Linked DNA regions of Mus musculus: all the other regions are linked to region 1. Evidence: chromatin contacts called from public HiChIP or PLAC-seq and promoter capture Hi-C data. All regions are on one chromosome and are shown on one strand. The core of a region is the stretch at or near the end of the contact, and the rest is flanking DNA. Distances in the headings are between cores, read along the strand shown. Region 1 holds the start of Usp12 (ubiquitin specific peptidase 12). Region 2 holds the start of Ptcd1 (pentatricopeptide repeat domain 1). Region 3 holds the start of Zfp655 (zinc finger protein 655). Region 4 holds the start of Smurf1 (SMAD specific E3 ubiquitin protein ligase 1). Region 5 holds the start of Pomp (proteasome maturation protein).

The links. Promoter capture Hi-C pulls out the DNA fragments that hold promoters and counts their contacts. HiChIP or PLAC-seq counts read pairs in DNA pulled down with a chosen protein or histone mark.
Region 2: an H3K4me3 HiChIP or PLAC-seq map of embryonic forebrain shows a contact between it and region 1, with 3 times the contacts expected there. The contact joins the promoter of Ptcd1 here to the promoter of Usp12 in region 1. A contact is called at or near these places in 2 of 39 promoter capture datasets (cranial neural crest and hippocampal neurons), 1 of 484 Hi-C or Micro-C datasets (B cells) and 2 of 115 datasets of contacts at active chromatin or transcription factors (embryonic forebrain and large pre-B cells).
Region 3: a promoter capture Hi-C map of maxillary cranial neural crest shows a contact between it and region 1. The contact joins the promoter of Zfp655 here to the promoter of Usp12 in region 1. A contact is called at or near these places in 8 of 39 promoter capture datasets (cranial neural crest, embryonic stem cells, frontonasal cranial neural crest and 4 more), 1 of 484 Hi-C or Micro-C datasets (B cells) and 1 of 115 datasets of contacts at active chromatin or transcription factors (pancreatic cancer cells).
Region 4: an HNF4G HiChIP or PLAC-seq map of pancreatic cancer cells shows a contact between it and region 1. The contact joins the promoter of Smurf1 here to the promoter of Usp12 in region 1. A contact is called at or near these places in 1 of 484 Hi-C or Micro-C datasets (embryonic stem cells) and 2 of 115 datasets of contacts at active chromatin or transcription factors (embryonic stem cells and pancreatic cancer cells).
Region 5: a promoter capture Hi-C map of pre-B cells shows a contact between it and region 1. The contact joins the promoter of Pomp here to the promoter of Usp12 in region 1. A contact is called at or near these places in 10 of 39 promoter capture datasets (the 3T3-L1 cell line, 3T3-L1-derived adipocytes, the HPC-7 cell line and 5 more), 2 of 484 Hi-C or Micro-C datasets (B cells and embryonic stem cells), 2 of 115 datasets of contacts at active chromatin or transcription factors (microglia and pancreatic cancer cells) and 2 of 9 other capture datasets (adipose tissue and liver).

The regions. Positions count from the first base shown.
Region 1 is chr5:146,793,683-146,796,382 of GRCm38.p6, forward strand. Usp12 (ubiquitin specific peptidase 12) reads right to left here and starts at 1,274. Exons shown (of 9, transcript NM_011669.3): 1 at 933-1,274. The coding sequence starts at 980. 1700041I07Rik (a long non-coding RNA gene) reads left to right here and starts at 2,143. Exons shown (of 2, transcript XR_377208.4): 1 at 2,143-2,440.
Region 2 is chr5:145,165,749-145,168,448 of GRCm38.p6, forward strand. Ptcd1 (pentatricopeptide repeat domain 1) reads right to left here and starts at 1,356. Exons shown (of 9, transcript NM_133735.2): 1 at 1,206-1,356. It overlaps Cpsf4 (cleavage and polyadenylation specific factor 4), which reads left to right and starts at 1,465. Exons shown (of 8, transcript NM_001291248.1): 1 at 1,465-1,711. The coding sequence starts at 1,609.
Region 3 is chr5:145,230,435-145,233,134 of GRCm38.p6, forward strand. Zfp655 (zinc finger protein 655) reads left to right here and starts at 1,308. Exons shown (of 4, transcript NM_028298.4): 1 at 1,308-1,397. It also overlaps Gm6287.
Region 4 is chr5:144,964,361-144,967,115 of GRCm38.p6, forward strand. It overlaps Smurf1 (SMAD specific E3 ubiquitin protein ligase 1), which reads right to left and starts at 1,470. Exons shown (of 18, transcript NM_001038627.1): 1 at 1,141-1,470. The coding sequence starts at 1,195.
Region 5 is chr5:147,859,118-147,861,994 of GRCm38.p6, forward strand. Pomp (proteasome maturation protein) reads left to right here and starts at 1,511. Exons shown (of 6, transcript NM_025624.3): 1 at 1,511-1,574. The coding sequence starts at 1,572.

The sequences.
Region 1 (2,700 bases), core at 24-2,523:
TTTTTCATTGATTCATAAATCACAATCTCTACGGCGAAGTTCATAAAGGAGGTAATGGATTTGCTTTATCACGTGGGAAGCCGTGGTGCTTCTGGCAATGCACAAAAACACGTTTGGAACCCACCCGCGCGCGTTTCGTTTTTTTCGGGGGAATCTGTGTACTTCAACCCCACACAGCGGTGTCTGCTCTATTAAAATAAACAAATGACAGGAAAGCGAATGCAGCTTTTCAAGATTAACACAGATTCCCAGAGACAAGGCTGCCATCTGGACGGACACAGGTTGGAAGCCGCAAGAGTTCCTATCGCTTCAGAGAGTTGAAAATAAGAAAACATTTCAACAGCACTCTTAAAAGTTTCCACCTTCACACGCCCCCTTCCCGAGCCAGGGCCTGGGGCTCCACCTAACCCGAGGAGGAACTCCGCCAGGACTTCCGTCTTCCAGTAGGATCGAGACCCTTCCTTCCTGCCGCAGACCCCCGCCCTGCCCCGCGCAGGGCCCCAAGGAAATGCCGCGTCCCTTCCCCTGGCACAATCCCCTCGCTTCCCGGTACCAGTCCCCAGTTTAAAGTCCCGGCTCCAGCCTCCAACCTCAGTCCACACCTCGAGTCCCCAAGTCCCCAACCCCAGTCTGCAGCCCTTACCCCCAACCCCGTCCCTGAGCCCCCAGGCCCTAGTCCCCAGCCACAGTCCCCGAGTCCCCGGTGCCCAGACCCAGAGCTCCCCGTCCTCAACTGCGACCCCGTGGTCAGGACCCAACCCCGAGCCCCGGTCGGTCCTATCCCCAGTGTCCCGGCCCCGCCTGCCGTGTCCAGCACGCCTTCCCCGCGGCCACTCGGCCCCGCGCCCGGTCCGCCCGCACACGACCAGGCCCGCGGGCGGCGCCTCGAAGGCGGGGACCGGCCCCCCGGGCCGCGCTGCCGCCGCACCTACCATGGTACAGATGGAGGCGAATTTGGAGACTGTCATTAGGATTTCCATCCGCCCGGCGCCATCTTCCAGACAGTCGCGGCGGGCGGGGGACGCGGGGAGCCGGGCCGCCCGCTCGCTCCGCAGCCCGCGGCCGCACCCGGAGCCGCCGCCGACCCACGCTTCTAGCCTGCTGGGCCGCCGCTGCCGTCGTCGCCGCGGGCGCTCAGGCTTCCTCCGGCCCAGCCCCCGCCCGCCGGCCGCCCGCCCGCCCCCGGCTCCGCCCCGGCGCACGGCGCAGCCGCCGCCTCAGGGCCCGCGCCTGCCCGGGAAGCCGCTCACAGCACACCCCGCCCAGCGCGCTGGGGAGAGAGCTCCGCGCAGGCCCTACCGCCCCGACGACCGGGCAGCGTCCTTCCGCCCCGCCCGCCTCCGGCGCCGCCACGCCCACCGCAGCTGTGCCACGCCCATGGTGCCCCGCCCTCCCACGGGGGGGGGGCGAGCTTGGGGAGGACGGCTCCACCCAGTGCGCGTTGGGGCGGGGCGAGACCCGTGCCGCGTTCCTCCTGCAGATGGGTCCTAGCGCCGACGTGAAGCACCTACCTTAGCTTGCAAGAGCGGGTCTTTAGGGGATCGAGCCTTTGCTCTGCGGCGTCTGTGACATCAAGCAGCCTTTAGAGCGACTGACAGTCAGTTGAAACAGAAGACGGAGACCATATCTGGGAAACTGGATGGGTTGGAAGGCAACCCCGCCAGAGTCCCAAGCACTTGGATGTTTTTCTGGGGTGAATCATCTGGGCCTAATTCCCTAAGAAAAGGCTAATTAGATAAAAAGACAAGATTTAACTCTATGAATTAGCAGTAGTGGGGGAGAAGAGGAAGGGGAGCCAATCCTGAAAAACAGTGGGATACCAACTTGGAATTTGTAACAGGGTGGTATGTCCCAAGTAAGAAGCCGAAGCCAATGTGTGAGGAGCACATAGACCGTGTTAGCTAGTGGATGAACGCTTCCTATTTTCTACCGGCAGAAAATTCATAAAACTTCATAAATTACTACTTTAAAAAGCCTGTGATTTGTTTTGATTGGTGATCTGAGGGTAGGACCTTTTCTGCCTTCCACCCAACTCCCCACCACACCGGGTCTGTGGAACTTGGGGCCTAAATTCCGACGAAAGCTCTAAAATCTGATAAGCCTCACTTCATAGTCCAAAGCATTCAAAAGACCGAGAATTTGAACAAAATTTAGTCGAGAAACAGATTTCTGGTACATGAATACTGTTTCCATAGCAATTCCATTGTAAGCGTTGGGGGAGGGGAACACCCACTGAATACAGCTAAGTATTCTGGCAGCTGCTTATTCTCCAGGTATCTACCTTCGTAGTGGCTAGGCCTCCCGCTTTTCTGTAGATACCACGGCAGGGGCTTGGACTCTGGTTTACACCAGTTCAGATCTATGCAATGTTTGTCGCGTTGCTCGCCACTCTAGACTCCACAAGCATAGAGCATGGTCGTACAACATCTATATTTTAAAGGTAAGGATGGGAGCTGGACATATGGCTTAGTTGGCGAAGTGTTTGTGTAGGTGTTCTGAGGTTTCATATCCTCAGCTGAAGTGCTAATCCTACTATGGTAAGGTCATCCTCAGCTATTTAATGAGTTCAAGACCAGCCTGGATCACTTGAGTCCTTGTCCCCAAAAAAATAAATGAATGAAAAGCCAGTCACAGGGAATTGTGACATGCACCTACAATCCCAGCATAGGAAACAGAGAAAGGTGAGTCTCTGTGAGTTCA
Region 2 (2,700 bases), core at 106-2,605, 1.6 Mb before region 1:
GCTGGAGTGAGGGGGCCTACTGGTGCAAGCAGGGCCTACCAGAGCGAGCAGAGGTCCTAAAAAATTTCAATTCCCAACAACCACATGAAGGCTCACAGCCATCTGTACAACTATAGTGTACTCACATACATTAAATAAATAAATAAATAAACAAACAAATCTTTTTTAAAAAGAGTCAGAAAAGAGAGACAAGTTTACTCAGAGGGTAGGCTCTGAGTTAGGAAGACCTGGCTCTGTGCAGGGTGGGGAGTGGGAGATCAGTCAAACTTACTATCTCAGCTGGGTAGAAAAGAGTCAGAAATTCAGGGTCACCCTCAGCTATAATGTCAACTTCAAGACCAGCCTGGGCTTCATGAGATTGTCTTTAAAAAGTAAGAGTAAGTCGTGATGGGCCATGCCTTTAGGCCCTGCACCAGGGAGACAGAGGCAGGAGAATTTCTATGAGTTCAATGCCAGTCTGGTCTACAACTGTGAGTCCACGCTACTCAGGGCTACCTAGAGATCCCCAGTCTCGACAACAACAACAAGAGGCTCAAGAGGGTCTCAGCAGATAAAGGTGCTTACTGCAGAGCTCGGTGACCTGAGCTTGATTCCTGAACATACTTGGAAGGACTTGTGGTACAAGCTTTTCCCTAATCTGCACTCGAGTGGTGTGGAAGGCACATATATGCACATGCTCCCTCTCACAGAGCTACACCCTCTCACCCTCGCATTCTATTTTTATTAGGCTGTGCTGGGCCTGCTTACTTTGAAGCCCTTTAATAAAAAAACAAAACAAACAAACAACAACAAAAACAAGACATAATAACAGGGAAAAGAGGTATGACGGTATTTTGAGGCTTAGCTCTACTAGGTTGACTCGCTCTCCAGGGTCTCATGTAATGCAGTCTGGTCTTGAGCTTCTGACCCTTCTGCCTCCACTTGCCAGTTAGTGGGATTACAAGTCTGTACTAACACTACCGGCTTATGCGGTGGTGGGGCAAGCACTTTACCAACTGAGCCACACCTCCTGCCCCCTTACCCGACTTTTAAACGTCTGCATTAGAGCTACACCCACAGAGAGACCTGGGACCCTAGGTCGCCCCTTGCTTCCTCTCCCCAGGCCTTTAGATCCTCCGTTTTCGCATCTGAGCTTGGACAAAGTCCCTCAGGTCCAATTTCCACCCGGCTTCCGGGTTTCCTATGAGGGTTGAACAGAAACTCACTCTGAGCGTTCTAAGCGGCGAGCCCCTAGTGAGACGTCCTCAGAGTCGAGGGACCGCGGCTCCAGAGACAGCGTTCCTGCCCTCAGCACAGACTACGGAGATCCCGCGCAGGCGCACTTGCGTCGCCGCCTCTTGTGTAAGATACAGAACCGAAAGAAACAGGCGATCGGTCGGCGGCTAGTCAGGCCTGAAGGAGTGGCCGGACTCTGAGCTCCGTTGGCTGAGTCTGGATGGGAAAAAAGGGCCGGCGCGGGCTCCAGCGCTCCCGGCATCCCTCGCGGGGCGGCGGCTGCGGCGGCGGCGGTGGCGGCAAGCGAGAAGGGGACGGGGAGAGGTAGCGTGAGTTGCGGAGAGCGGCTGAGAGACCTGAGGGGGAGCTGGGCCCGAGGCCGCCGCCGCCGCCATGCAGGAAATAATCGCCAGCGTAGATCACATCAAGTTCGACTTGGAGATCGCCGTGGAGCAGCAGCTCGGGGCGCAGCCGCTGCCCTTCCCCGGCATGGATAGTGAGTGCGGGGCCCGGCGGGTGGGTGGGCGAGTCTGATTCTGACCAGAGGTTACCCCAGCCCTGGGCCCTGGAACCCGGGACCCTCGCCTAGTTCCTCCGCTTCCGTCCTGGGACTTCCCGGTGTCACTTGAACTCGGGGAGACCTTTCCTTGGATCCTTGATCCCCGGGGACTGCTCCGTGGCAATCCTCGGGACAGCAGGACTGTGTCGGTTGTTCGCGTAATTCTCCAGTGAACGCGTGTCATCCTGAAGTGGAACTGCCTTCTCCCATCCTGCTCCAACTTCAGCAAAGTCTTAGAATGTCCCCCATTTCCACCTCTTAGCGTGCTCCTCTCTACTTTCATCAGAACTAGGCGGTAGAAGAGTCTGAGTGTATCTGACTGTCGAAGACTCCAAGTAGACCCTCATATTCCAGGCTTGCTTTAGTCTAGCTCCTGGGAAATCCTTCCCTGTCCTGGAATTGTCCGTTTTCCTCACTACCCCACCTCCGGGTCACCTGTCCCAACTCAGGCCCCCAGCGAACCTTTAGACCGAGCTATATTTACTGTCCCTCTTCATGTGATGAGATGGTTTTCCTGTTCTGGTGGGATATATCTTCCGTTTGGGGGAGCTGCTTCAATTCAGACAGAACTGTCCTCTTTGGCCAGGTCGTCCTTGCACATATGTCTACTCTTTGTTGTTGTTGTTTTTCGAGACAGAGTTTCTCTGTATAGCCCTGGCTGTCCTGAAACTCACTCTATAGATCAGGCTAGCCTTTTAAGCACTAGGTTTTTACTCAATTTGATGGCACTGCCTTGAGACCATGGAACATTTGTGTGGGGCAATAGATCCACAAACCTGTGGAGGCAAGTGTGCACTTGAAGTAAAGATTTGGGTTTCTTTAAAAAACACAGAAATAGCCGGGCAGTGGTGGCGCACGCCTTTAATCATGGCTCTTAGGAGGCAGAGGCAGGTGGATTTCTGAGTTCAAGGCCAGCCTGGTCTACA
Region 3 (2,700 bases), core at 58-2,557, 1.6 Mb before region 1:
CAGGTATAGACCACCACATAGGCTACCACACCTGTTGTGGGCAGTTTTTTTTTCCCTTAAGATTTATTTTTATTTTGTGTGTGTATGTGTGTGCATATGTGTGCACTGTGCCAAATGTGTGACAGGAGCCCAAGAGAGACCATCCAACCCTCTGGATTTGGAGTTACACTGGTTGTGAGCCACCGTGGGAACTAGGAACTGAGCTCCGGTCCTTTGCAAGAACAGTTAGGGCTTTTACTTGGTAAGCCATTTCTCCAAGCCAAATAATTTTTTATATGTGTATCCTTTGCCTGCATGCATATATGTTCACCTGGGGTGGTCAGCGTCTCCCATGGTCAGAGGGCATTAGATCCACCTCTAGAACCTAGTGACAGGGTTGTTAGCCACAGTTTGAGTTCTGGGAACTTAGCGAACCTTTGTACTCTGGAAGTGCAACAGTGCTCTTCAACACTGAGCCACGTCTTCAGCCCTTGGGCAGTATTTTAAAATATTTGATTTATGTAGCAGTTGTTCCTAATACTAGATAATTATAAGATTGTAAATTACAAGATTCTGAGCTTCACTAATTTCCAGGGGAACAAAATTATGGGAGTCTTGGCTTTGCATCTACTATTGCAAAAATAGTTGAGATAATCAAGCTTGAGGAGAGATTTTTGTGTCACAGTTTCAAACAGTTCTCAGTTAAACTTGCTCCCTTTGTGTCTACAGTGAAGCTGCACACAGCGAAGAACTCCTGTTGGAAGAAGTTGCTCACCTCATGGTAGGCAAAGAATCAAACATGAAGGAAAGGGTGGGACTCAAAGTAGGGCCTGACAGGAAAATCTTGGTGACCTTGGGCGAATCCTCTTGGGGAAAACGTTTGTCCCTTCCAGGCAGGGCAACACCTAGTATGTCCCTTTCTGTGGGCAATTTGGGGTCAGGCACTTCCTAGGAGAAATAAAGCCGGACCAAACCAGTATTAGACACGAGGGTGGTATTTCATCTTCTGCTTAGGAATCCTCCTGCACGCTCTTGCGGCCCGGGAGGAGTCGGGAGTTCTTTCCCAACCTCTGTCGCCCTCCTGGTGTAAGATGCGCCCTAATCAGCAGGGAGGGCTGTGCGACCTCGAGAAAGCGAAGCACAACAGCAACTAAGGCCTTATCTAGCGATGCTGCGGACCCCACCCACGAGACCGCATCCCGTGTCCGTCAGCTGACAGCTCGACCCGGGACACCCTCACCCCTGCTCTTCATCCGGGAACCTCACCCGGGACCGCCCTCCCGTGGACTTCCGTCGCCGGAAGTGACGTAAGGCGTCAGCCTTCTGGCAGTCGAGAGAGTGGCCCCGGACAGGCTGGTGCAGCTGAGCGAGGAGCGCCTCCGTGACGGGACAGTCTCCAGGCCCGCCTCTCCACCTGGGTGAGTCCCGGGGAACCGTTGTCGCGTCGCCGTGGGAGCGACCGCTTGTTTGGCCCGCGGGGCGGACGCGCAGGAGGCGCCGCGTGCGGGCTGACGGCTGTTCCCGGAGCTGGGGCGCGCGGAAGGCCGGGCTCGCGGCCCTGTTTTCCCCTCTTCCCGGGTTCGTCGCGGAGCCCGGGGAGCCGGGGTGGCCCCGTGGTGCGAACCCAGTGGCCGGGCCCGGGTGGCAGCTCGGTCTTGTGGCCCGCTTCGCCCTCTGGGGACCGAACCTTTGCCCAAGAGAGAGGTAGGCGGAGGGTGGCTCTGGGCGAGGCCTGCGGACGGGCCGGGAGCCTGGCGGAGGGCGGTGGACGGTGGACGGTGGACGGAACCCGGGCTCGTCCTTGGATCTGAAGGACACCAGGCTCCTCGCAGCCCTCCCTCGTGCTGCGCGCAGGTGGCTCGACCAGCCTGCCCTAAGGGTCTGTCTCCTAAGTGAGTTGTATCATTATTCATCGGGGCCCATTGAGTAATGCAGAACGGCCTTACCGCTTACCACATGATTCCTAAGGGGCCTGCTTTTGAGAAAAACAATGAGTAATCTTATCTGGCGTGTTTCACTGGGTCTCAGCTTGAGCCTCTAAATTACTTAGGACGCTCCATGGAAAGGTTTACGCAGTTGTACTGTGTTGAAAAAAATTCTTTTAATGGTAGCTATTTTGTTGTTGTTGTTGTTGTTGTTGTTTTGGTTTGGGTTTTTAAAAGACAGCTTTGAGGCTAACCTTGAACTTCTGAACCTCCTGTCTAAATCTTCCGAGAGCTGGGATTACACGCCCAGCGATACACACACACACACACACACACACACACATATATTTTAAACCACAGATTTGGGATTGTTCAGTAGAGTCTGAGTAATATCGAATTCTTACACCTTCCTGTTTGGGTTTTAAGTTTTGAAACCGAATGGTACTCATGTTTGTTTTTTTGTGAAGGGGGAGGTTGTTATGGATTGAAGGTAGGGCCTTGTGCATACTAGGAAGTACTCTACCCTTAAATTACAGGCATCTCCTGCTTCTGTGTTTTTCTTTTTGTTTATTTTGGTAACTTTTTAGGTTTTAAACCCTTCTTGGGCCCTAATTACCATGCACTTTACTTAATTACATTTAGAGAAACTTAAGTCTGTGGACTGTGACAACTAAAATCTAGTGGGGCTGGGTTTCTAGACAGGGTTTCTTTCTGAGGCACTGGCTGTCTTGGAATGTAGATCAGGTTAGCTCCAAACTCGTGTCTACCTGCTTCTGCCTCACCAGTGCTGGAATTA
Region 4 (2,755 bases), core at 220-2,719, 1.8 Mb before region 1:
GAGAAGGTAGATAATGTTCATGTGAGAGAGTGGGAAGAAAGAAAGGAGAGAGAGATGAAGTGATGAGAAGCTGCAAGGGAAAAGAGGGAGGGGACAGGCGGGAGGATGGTGAGGGGTGGGCCTAGAGGGGAACAGCAGGTAGAAGGAGGATGAGAGTGAAGAGATGGATGATGAAAATGTGAGGTAGGGGTGGAAAGAGCGGTGGAGGTGCAGCGAGGGGGCGGGATCTACATGAAGTTGAAAGGTGTGTGGCTATGTACAAGGCCTGAAGAAAAGCAGGCAGGGGGGTAGGTGTGGATCAGAGGGTGCTGGGGCGGTGTCAAGAGAGGACACTAGAGGGGACCGGTGGAGGGCCCCGAGGGGTGGTACCTATATGCAGCTGAGGGTAGGTGTGGGGCAGAAAGGAGAGGGGGGGGGGGAGTCCTGTAGTGGAGGAGCTAGGGGGCGGGACCTGATCCAGAAGGGTAAAGTTAGGGGCAGAGGGAGAAAGCTAGGGGGCGTGGCCCATATGCAACTGATGGTAGGTGTGGGCAGATAGAGTAGTGTGGGCAGGGGGGGATAGGCAAGAACCTGAAGAGAAAGGAGCCAGAGGCGGGGCCAAGAGAATCAGCCACAGGGGTGGAATCTATGATAGAGGGATGAACAGCAAGCCAGGCTTAATGCAGAAAAGGCAGCTGCCTGGGCCTGCAGAGCAAGCAGGGGGCGGGGAATGATGCAGAGGGAGGAGCCATAGGGCGGGTCGCCAAAGCTACAAAGTAGTCAAGGGGTGGAGCCTGTGAGGGGGAGGGGGAGTCTGCAGAAGAGTCGAGGGCTGAGCCTAGTTAAGGGGGCGAGTCTGCAGATCGGAGAGGCGTGGCTTGATGCAGAGGGAGGGCGGGGCTGCCGCAGCGGGGCGTGTCCTGATGTGCCAGGGGCGGGCCCTGATGCAGAGGGAGGGGACGGGGCGGCAGGGGCGGCGCCTGCAGAGCACCCGGGGGGCGGGGCCGGGAGCGCGAGCGAGGGGCGCACGCCGTAGGGGGTGCAGCGGTCCCGGGACAACGGCCGGTGCAAGGGGGGGGGGGGGGGAGGGGGCGGGGCGGGAGTCCGCAGGGTCCCTGGGACAGTCTAGGGGCGCGAGGGCCGCGGCCCTGTCGTGCCTACCTGTCAGACGGATCTTGATGCTGGAGCCGTTCCTACGGGTCCCGGGGTTCGACATCTCCCGCCAGCGGCCGGCCGGCCTCGGATCCAGTGCCGCCGCCCCCCAGCCCGGCCCGGCCCGGCCCCGCCGCCGCCTCAAGGTTACGGCCACGGGCTGGGCGCCGGGGTCCGAGCCGGGACGCCGAGTGCGCGGCGCAGGCGTTGGGCCGGAGACCACGGGCTGGAACCGTAGAACCGAGCGCTCGGCCGCGCCGCCGCCAGGAGCCGCCCCTGGCTGGCCCAGCCCGGAGCCGCCGCGCTCGCAGCCGGACGCCCGCCGCCCTCGCTGCTTCCGCCGCCGCCTCCCGAGCTGCGCGCGCCCGCCGCCTTGCCGGCCCGGCCCTGCGCGGCCTCGCGCTTGCGTGTGTGCGTGCGTGCGCGCGCCCGAGCACGGCGCTACGCGGACCGCGCTTGTCCTGGGCGCGCGCAAGGGGGTCTGGGGGAGCTGCAAGGTTCCTGCAGCCGGCGGGGAGCCTTGAAACAGACACCACCGTGGCCACCACCGCCCCACACACGTAGACGACACACACGCACACACAAGCGGCGCAGTCGGAGCTGGTTCTTAGTCACAATCTCAGAACCAACTGATTTGCTTGTGCGACGATTTGGGGGAACCGATTGTTTCTTCAGTGTCGGACTTTTCAAAGCTCCTGATGGAAGCCAGGGTGTTGCATGAAACCCCAAGAACCGTGCGCGCGTGCGCGCGTGGGTACACACTAGATCCTGCAAGTTCCAAGGGAAGACTTCCCGCAGTGATCGAGTGTCGGATGTGCCCTGTGCAACTGGTGTATTCGATTGACAAAGTGGCTAGACTCAGAGGAAGTGCGGCATATGGACCAGCTAAACAAGATGAAGGATGTAAATGGAGAGGTGGTGGTTTTGTGGATAGGAACCTGCATGCAACTGAACTAACCCAGAGAAGTAAGCAGTCGGGTTTTCGAGTCCCTGCCTTCTGATGAACCCACCCCCAAACCCCCAGAGTGTCAGGCCGGTAAAAAGTAAAAGCCGGGCTTTCTTTCCCCAGCAAGCAAACCAATCTCTATGGTAACGCATTCTAGAGAGGAAATAAAAGGTTCTTGAAAAGGCTGCGTATATTTACCAAACTCCCATCCGACCTGAACTTAATTCACTTCATGGGCAGACTCTATGGTTCTTCCTTAGAACCAGCTACCCACAGCGTTTGACCACCCTCTTTGGAGACAGGGGCTCATCTGTAGCTGAGGCTGACCTCAAAACTGTGATTCCCCCTACTCAGCCTCCGGAGCGCAGGGATTACAGGCTTGTACCTGTTCTTGTCCTAGGCAGTTTGGTTTTATGAGCCTGTGCAGCCCAGACTATTTAATAATGGAGGGAAAATATCTTAAGAATAGGATCGTGTATGGGCAACGGTTAATCCAGACTCTAACTCTGCTTCCATTTCTAAGCCGTTGTCGCTGAGAGCGAGACCCTAGGTTGGAATAAATCCATTTAGGAGTCTTTGATTGGTGTTGGGAGAATAGCACCATTGGTAAGGTGTTCGATGGTGCAAGCACAAGAAGCTAAGTTTTGTGAGGCTTTTTTTTAGATATTTCTGTTACCT
Region 5 (2,877 bases), core at 261-2,760, 1.1 Mb after region 1:
CATGAGTACAGTTCAAGGCCAGAAGAGGGCATTGGATCGTCTTAAGCTGAGTTACAGATGGCTTTGAGCCTCCTGATGAGAGTGATGTGAAAGGAACCCGGGTTCTCTGAGAGGAGACAGTCTGGGCATATCAGTGAAGTCATTTACATCATTTTAAAAATGATGTACCCTGAATGTGGGAGGCGCCATCCCATAGGCTGGGGTCCTAGGCTGAGTAACAAGACAAAAACAAGAGGACGACATTCATTTCTCTCTGCTTCTGACTGCAGAACCCAAGTGACCAGCCGCCTCATCCTCCGGCCAGCACAGCTAAGACCTGTTTTGTCTTCTTCTCCTTCGTGCTATGCCATACTCTCATAATGTGAGCAACAGGGCTGGAGAGATGGCTCCGCGGTTAAGAGCATCTGTTGCGTCCCTTTCCCAGCACCCAGAGGGTGGTTCCCAACCATCTACCTATAACTCCAGTCCTATAAGACCCTAAGACTCTTTCGTGTTGGCAAACACCGCTAATGTTGCAAAAGAGTGTGAGGGCACCAGGCACACACCTGATGCACACGCAGACAGTCAAACAAAACGTTTTAGAGGAATCCTTTAAAAATTAATTTTAAAAAGCTTAATGAAAAGCCGGGCGTGGTGGTGCACGCCTTTAATCCCAGCACTTGGGAGGCAGAGGCAGGCGGATTTCTGAGTTCGAGGCCAGCCTAGTCTACAGAGTGAGTTCCAGGACAGCCAGGGCTACACAGAGAAACCCTGTCTCGAATAACAAAAAAAAAAAAAAAAGCTTAATGAAAAGACTTAGGGAGATGACTCATGTACAACATGTAGAACCACGTTATTTGTAATTCTAAGAGCCTGACATACGTTAGCTCTGATGACCCTGACTTAAAATTGTCACCACCACCACCCCCATGTCACCGAAAAGGACTTAGTCCCAGGGAACCTCCCAAGTCTTTGCTGTCTTCCAGTCTGGCCACACTGACCATATCGCCGCCTTCTGCCTCCCGCTTTTAAGTTGCTTATTATGAACGAACCGGTGGCCAGACCTGACTTGGGACTCAGGTTGTGATTGCCCCCCAAGTTCGGAAATATCCACACCCCACAACCCTGGAGCCCGCCTCTGCCTGAGGCTCGGTGCCTAAGCTAGCTTGGTCCTTTCCTTAGGTTCTACACATACCCAGCCTCGGACCTTCGATTTATAAAACCGTAAAGGCCTGTTGTCCCACTTTTGACTCAGCAGAAGGACTTTATGTAAATCACCACCGTGCGTCCTTGGATGGCCCGTGGGAAGTCTGTGCATTTGCACACGCCCATCTAACACCGTCCCGCGAGGCCAGGGCCAGTGCACACCCGAGCTGCGCCCTTGGCCCTCGCTCACCGGGGGACAGCGAGCGTGGGAGCCCCGGCCCAACGCTACTCCCTGCTCCTCCCACGCCCCCTTTCCTTCCTGGCCGGAAGGACGCACTTCCGGCGGATGGGGCGGAGGGGTGGGCGTCTCGGCCCCGGAAACGGAAGTGAGCGGTTTGGCCGGCGGACTCGAGCAGGTTTATAGATCTCACAGAGCTGTTTCAAAGATGGTGAGTGAGCGCGGAGGGCCGCCGTCGCGGCGGGTACTCGTGGTGCGGGCACGATCGCGACTGCCCGGTCCCGGCGGGTGTCTGACGTGGGCGGGACCCGGGCTGCACTCTCTCGGGTGGTCCTGGCTCCGATCGGACGGCGCGGGTCAGTTCCCCGGGCCTCCCAGGCCACAGCGCCCCTTCCCAGCAGTGGAGGCGGATGCACTCCATGCACTGGGCACCTCCGAAAGCCAAGCCTTGTGTGCGTGTTGGGACACGCCACGTGCCTTCTCCCTTAGGGTGACTGCACCCCTACACCCGCCAAGGCGCACGACCGCCCGTTGCATTCGTACAGCTCAGCCTCGGTTTACAAACATCTCTCTGTGTGCCATGTGTCGCTCCCGTTTTGTTCGTATAGTTAGTGCTTGAACTCCCTCGCATCCCCCTCTGGCCTCTCCTCCCCTTCTGGCCTCTCCTCCTGCCCCACTTTCTGTTTCTCTTTGAGCATAGTCCTGAGTCACTATGGCACTCCTCCGCACGCCATCTGCCCACGTCCAGAAAGCTTGGATTGGCAGAGACCGCTAACCAGTGTAAAGGAATGTGAGAAACGCTGAAATATGAATGGTTTTTAGGTCTTCATAGACTTAACTTGTATCTGACACTGAACTAGAACCTTAAGGAGTCCTCATATTTTACAAAAGGACACCGGGACGATAGTAACAGCAATACTAGAGTTCAGAATTTCCCCTTTGTGTGTAGCGAAACTTCTCCTTTGGTGCTTTTCAGTACATCTGTCCCCAGGAGAACACTGTACTGTAGTGGTGTCAGTCAGCATTGGGACAGCTATAATCATAGACAGGGCCAGTCCTGGAAGTCTGTGCTTGACTGGCAGTCACGGAGTAGGTGACTGTCCAGGATAGATTACCTGTTGTCTTCCTGATCCCCGTGGTTTCCTGTGTGAAGAGTGGGGACACCAACAGTACCAGGCCCTTGAATTATAGAGTTGGAGCCCCGAACTCTATTTCTCAGATGTTAATGAGGTCTAGAAGGAGATTGTTAGCGATTTTGTTGGTGAGGTGGTGTGTTTTGGGGAAACCTTGTGCAGAATTGGGGAGACTGGTGAGGCTCAAGCAAGACCCAGTTGGGGCTGCTGACATTCCCCCCCATGCGAGCTGCCAGGTCAAATACACAGGTGAAGTAAGTCTATCAACTAGCTGCTTTCTCAGAATTGTTTGGTCTAGACTAGTAACAGAGACCAGGTCACCTGTATCTAAGCAGTTTGTGCTGTCAGATGTCGGGTGACAGTGACAGTTCCAAAGGAGCT